Regions from separate parts of the Mus musculus genome. Here region 2 is linked to region 1. The links are chromatin contacts, called in public HiChIP or PLAC-seq maps. All regions are on one chromosome and are shown on one strand. The core of a region is the stretch at or near the end of the contact, and the rest is flanking DNA. Distances in the headings are between cores, read along the strand shown. Region 1 has its middle 23 kb from the start of Gm39336. Region 2 has its middle 24 kb from the start of Gm38579.

Evidence for each region. HiChIP or PLAC-seq counts read pairs in DNA pulled down with a chosen protein or histone mark.
Region 2: a contact with region 1 is called in a BATF HiChIP or PLAC-seq map of CD8 T cells, with 8 read pairs. The contact joins two enhancer-like sites. A contact is called at or near these places in 3 of 15 datasets of contacts at CTCF or cohesin (CD8 T cells and embryonic stem cells), 44 of 484 Hi-C or Micro-C datasets (CD8 T cells, the CH12 cell line, ECoMG myeloid progenitors and 22 more) and 7 of 115 datasets of contacts at active chromatin or transcription factors (CD8 T cells, DN3 thymocytes, the HPC-7 cell line and 4 more).

What each region holds. Positions count from the first base shown.
Region 1 is chr9:50,323,656-50,326,523 of GRCm38.p6, reverse strand. No RefSeq gene overlaps it. Among named protein-coding and RNA genes, the nearest start is that of Gm39336, 23 kb to the right of the region's middle. Within about 2 kb of position 1,608, at least 28 of the 459 cell types and tissues checked have an H3K27ac peak or open chromatin away from gene starts, as enhancers often do. A contact at or near this core is called in CD8 T cells, the HPC-7 cell line, Th1 cells and 2 more, where this site is marked.
Region 2 is chr9:50,415,380-50,418,102 of GRCm38.p6, reverse strand. No RefSeq gene overlaps it. Among named protein-coding and RNA genes, the nearest start is that of Gm38579, 24 kb to the right of the region's middle. Within about 2 kb of position 1,277, at least 42 of the 459 cell types and tissues checked have an H3K27ac peak or open chromatin away from gene starts, as enhancers often do. A contact at or near this core is called in CD8 T cells, the HPC-7 cell line, Th1 cells and 2 more, where this site is marked.

The sequences.
Region 1 (2,868 bases), core at 359-2,858:
TATTTATTCAATTTACATCCTAAATGTAGCCTCCCTGCCTCCCACTCTCTCCTATCCATCTCTGACAAGGGTTAGGTCCTCCTGGGTACCAAACCACCCTGACATCTCAAGTCACATTGCAGAACTAGATGTATCCTCTCCCACTGAGGCCAGCCAAGACAGTCCAGTTAGGGGAACAGGATCCACAGGCAGGCAACAGAACCCGCGAAAGCTGCAGGTTTTTTTTTTTTTTTGAAAGAAGTTTGTATTTTTTTTTTCTTTTTTCCAGAAGTTGATTTTTTTTTTTTTTTTTTTTTTGAGACAGGGTTTCTCTGTATAGCCCTGGCTGTCCTGGAACTCACTTTGTAAACCAGGCTGGCCTCTAACTCAGAAATCCACCTGCCTCTGCCTCCCAAGTGCTGGGATTAAAGGCGTGCACCACCATTGCCCAGCCAGAAGTTGAATTCTTGATTGGCAGTTGTTTGTTTTCAATACATTGGCTATTCCCTTTTGGCCTGGGTACCATTATAGCTAAGAAGTTGGTGGTCAGGTAGCTTTCTTCCCTCTTCTTTAGTTTATGTATCACAGGGATGGATATGCATGCATGCTTTTCATTATTATTGGGGAAGTTTGGACTCTTAAATGTGTCTGTTGGTGACTTTCACCAACATTCCACCACTATCATTTCAAATATTGACAATTCCTGATTTTCTCCCTCTTCTCTGTGTGAAACACTGCACTGCCTTTGAAATGCTGCACTACTGTTTTAGGGTTTTACTGCTATGAACAGATACCATGACCAAAGCAACTCTTATAAGGACAACATTTAGTTGGGATTGGCTTACAGGTTCAGAGGTTCAGTCCATTATCATCAAGGTGGGAACATGGCAGCAACCAGGCAGGCATGGTGCAGGAGGAGCTGAGAGTTCTACATCTTCATCTGAAGGCTGTTATGAGAAGACTGGCTTCCAGGCAGCTCAGATGAGTCTTAAAGCCCACACCCACAGTGACACACCTACTCCAGGGCCACACCTTCTAATAGTGACACTCCTTAGGCCAAGCACATACAAACCATAAGGGCTTACTTTCTAACCCATGTCTTCTCTCACTTGTCCCCCGTAGCTCAGCTTGTCAGTGGCTAGAACCATCCACTGTTGTTTATTTCAAGATGTTTCCAGGCATTGTTACCAAAAGAGGGTGCTGAAATATTTTATAACTGGAATAGTTTATAATTTTGTTGTAGAGATTTAATGCACATATTCTTTTAAAAGGTCATTTTTATACAATACAATAAGGGCAGCTGAACTTTTTATGTGTGTTGATGGAAACCAGAGCTTTGGACATGCTAGGCAGGTGTTCTCCATTGAGCCTCATCATTGATTTTTTTTTAAAAGAAAATATTTATTTTTATTTTGTGTGTGTGTGACTATTTTCCTGCATGTATACATGTGTGATTGGTGCCCAGGGAGGACAGAAGGGGGCAATGGATCTCCTGGAACTAGAGTTACAGGTGGCGGTGAATCACCGTGTGGGTGTTGTGTGTTGGATCTGGAACGCTCTGGAAGAGCTCTTAACCACAGAGCCCTATATCACTGAATATTTTTTAAAAAATGAAGTCTAACAACTGAGTGCATCTGAGGTTTGTGAATCAGTTTCTGCCTGTTAGCAGCCTCTCTGGTTTCCTGTTGTTGAGTATATGGGTGGTAGTACTCTAATAAATTATGTTTAGAGATTCTTTGAGGCATTGTGCAGGTGTGCTGTTCAAAGAAGGCTCATGTTTAGTTCGATTGCATGCCTTAGGGAATTCCTGGTCTAGAAACAGTAATTTAAATCCATGTCCTGAGGACTTTTTTTCTTTCCTTTTTTTTTTGTCCCTCACAAAGCTACAAATCTATTTGATGGCGGTTTGTGTGCTTACAGTTTCTCAGGCGTGTTTTTAGTTTCATCTTCTCCCCGTGGTTCTGACTAATAGCTCTCCTATTGGTGTCTCAGGGTGCTTGTGGTAAGAATGAGGTGGGGAGGAAGGGTTTTTTCTGAGCTCACTCTTATCTGGAAGAGGCTATTTCATACAAGAAGTATCCGTGTGAATTGAAATACTTCCTGCTCCTTCCACCCAGTTCAGTCACTGAACTGGATCTAAACTGGAGCTCGGGTTAGTAGAGACATGCCCTCAGGACAAACACTGCTTTTTGCTCAATTTCCCTGGCCAGGGAAATTCATTCTCAATTATACTTTAGTGTGGTAATTTCTTAGTATGTTGTCTGGCCTTCTTGGATTTAAAGAAAGAGTCAACAGCCATCTTTCTGGTATTTTTGGTGGTTTCTAGCAGGAGTATTGAATTAACTTATTAGATATTGTTATTGCCCAAATGGAAATGTCCATCTCTATTGATGATAAAATAACAAATAAAATCATACTTTTGACTATGATGTCCTAGTTTCATTCGGTGTTTTACCCTGACCAAAAACAATTCAAGGAGGAAAGGGTTTATATTTGGCCTACACTCTCAGGTCACAATTAATCACTGAAGGAAGTCAGGGCAGGAAGTTGGGCTAGGATCTGAAGCAGATACCATGGAGGAACACTGCTTGCTCAATAGGCCATGCTTACCTAGCTCTTTATTATTATTATTATTATTATTATTATTATTATTATTATTATTATTATTATTTTACTTTTTAATTTTTTTATTTTACTAGCCCAGGACCTCCTTCCTAAGGAAGGACACTGCCTACAGTGGGCTGGTCCCTTCTACATCAACTAATAGTTGAGACAATCCTCCTTAGACATTGATACATGCCAACTTGATCTAGGAAATTGCTTAGTTGAGGCTTCTCTCTTGGATGACTCTAAGCTGTGTCAAGTTGTTAGTTAAGGGTAACCAGGGCA
Region 2 (2,723 bases), core at 28-2,527, 92 kb before region 1:
CTTCTACATGATAACCGCCAGTTGTGCCAGCACCATTTGTTGAAAATGCTGTCTTTTTTCCACTGGATGGTTTTAGCTCCCTTGTCGAAGATCAAGTGACCATAGGTGTGTGGGTTCAATTCTGTGTTTTCAATTCTATTCCATTGGTCTACTTGTCTGTTGCTGTACCAGTACCATGCAGTTTTTATCACAATTGCTCTGTAGTACAGCTTTAGGTCGGGCATGGTGATTCCACCAGAGATTCTTTTATCCTTGAGAAGAGTTTTTGCTATCCTAGGTTTTTTGTTATTCCAGATGAATTTGCAGATTGCTCTTTCTAATTCGTTAAAGAATTGAGTTGGAACAGAACCATTTCTTTAGCTTTACAAATTCTCTCACATTGCCCCTTCATAGTTCTACCCAAGTCCCTGAACTCCTAGCAACTGTTAGTGTGTTTTCCAAAACTATGGTTTTGTCCTTTCAGCAATGAGATTTTGCTTTTAAAAGATGGGAACGAAAGTCAACCCCACTCGCCTTTTGAGACAGGGTTTCTCTGTGTAGCCCTAGCTGTCCTGAAACTCACTTTGTAGACCAGGGTGGCCTCTAACTCACTGAGACCCATCTGTCTCGGATTCCCAAGTGCTGGTATTAAGATTCTTAAAATAGCTGTGCTTTTGTGCTCCCACATACAGCTCGAAAGTCTTCTGATCAGTTGAAGCAGGGATCCAGTGACACTTGCCCAGTGATATGTGGTCCCAAGTCCCATGAGACTGAACTCAGGAATTCTGCAAGTGCCTTTACCTGTGGCCCCCTTTCTCCTTGGGGACTGTTGGCCCTCATCCCTGAGCATTGACTTACTGACTTCAGATCAGCTTCAGCAAGACAGCTTAACTTCATTTGGGACAAACAAGGGCTGTATAGATCTTGGAGAGTGGGTAGGGACTTTCACGGTGGATGTTATATTATTGCCTACAGTAAAGGCCTGGGAATGCTTCATTTCCATGAAGAGGAATTCCAAGAACCTGCTGGGGAGGCTCTTAGCAGGAGAGAGAGACAATTGGACCTGTTATCTGGCCATAGACTACGTGACTGTCCTCACAGGTTCTTTGGGAGTTACAGGTGGGAAGGACTGATCGGTCATAGCTCAGTACCTAATTATCATTTTGGCAGGAAGTGCTGAGTGGGACTTAAGTGCTGAATCATGCAGCACCTGCAGGAAGCTCTGCACAGGGCCTTCCTCCAGATAAGGTCAGGCATCTGTGCTAAGAGATGATCTCCAGATAAGATTGGGCAGAGAAGAGGAAGCCCTGCTGAAAAAAAAAAAAAGTTCTCCATTTTGCACCAAGCTCAGGGACCTTATCAGAACTCGGTAGACTGCAACCTTAATAGCAGGGCCTTCCAACATTTAGCCACTGGGTTATCTCACCAGCCCTTTCTTTTCTTTTGACTTGTCCTATTTTCCATACCTACTAGCAGGCATATTGGAAAATACAGTCTTTATTCCACACACCCATTTGCTTGGCCAAAGATTAGAGAATATGCTTAAGAATATGACTAATAGTCCAAAGTGAGAGTGTGGCAGTCCATGTGAGGTAGCCATGGGATTTCTAGCACTGAAGAATTGCAAGAGGATTATTTGGATTTAAGTGAAAGGGAAAGCTTTGGCTCTTGAAGTATTCCTTCTGGTGTGGCTCTCACTCTTCGAATTTCCCCCGAGGGTGCCAGCTTCCATTTGAAATTTAGACCCAGGTAACACAGCAGCTCTCTGTGTCTGTCCTTTCTGGGAATGGGATCTCCTAGACACTTTTCTTCTTCTTCTTCTTCTTCTTCTTCTTCTTCTTCTTCTTCTTCTTCTTCTTCTTCTTCTTCTTCTTCTTCTTTCCTTCTCCTTCTCCTTCTCCTTCTCCTTCTCCTTCTCCTTCTCCTTCTCCTTCTCCTTCTCCTTCTCCTTCTCCTTCTCCTTCTCCTTCTCCTTCTCCTTCTCCTTCTCCTCCTCCTCCTCCTCCTCCTCTTCTTCTTCTTCTTCTTCTTCTTCTTCTTCTTCTTCTTCTTCTTCTTCTTCTTCTCCTTCTTCTCCTTCTCCTCCTTCTCCTCCTTCTCCTCCCCTCCCCCTCCCCCTCCCCCCCTCCTCCTCCTCCTCCTCTTCCTCTTCTTCTTCTTCTTCTTCTTCTTCTCCTTCTCCTTTTCCTTCTTCTCCTCCTTCTCCTCCCCTCCTCCTCCCCCTCCTCCTCCTCCTTTTCTTCTTCTTCTTCTTCTTCTTCTTCTTCTTCTTCTTCTTCTTCTTCTTCTTCTTCTTCCTCTTTCTTCTTCCTTCTTCCTTCTTCCTCTTTCTTCTTCTCCTTTTCTCCTCCTCCTTCTCCTCCTCGTCCTTCAATTTTTACTTAAGAGATGTAGAGCTGGTCAGTGGTGGTGCATGCCTTTAATCCCAGCACTTGGGAAGCAGAGGCAGGCAGATTTCTGAGTTCAAGGCCAGCCTGGTCTACAAAGTAAGTTCCAGGACAGTCAGGGCTACACAGAAAAACCCTGTCTCAAAACAAACAAACAAACAAACAAACAAAAAACAAAAACCAAAAACTAAAAAACAAAAACCAACCAAACAAAAAAACCAAAAAAAGAGAGAGATGTAGAAAGAAGGAAATAAAGATGACTGGAGACTGGGAAGATACCAATGGCCAAGTGATGCCTTGTCTGGTTGATGAGAGTATCTATGTACACAAGGGCACACACACACACACACACACACA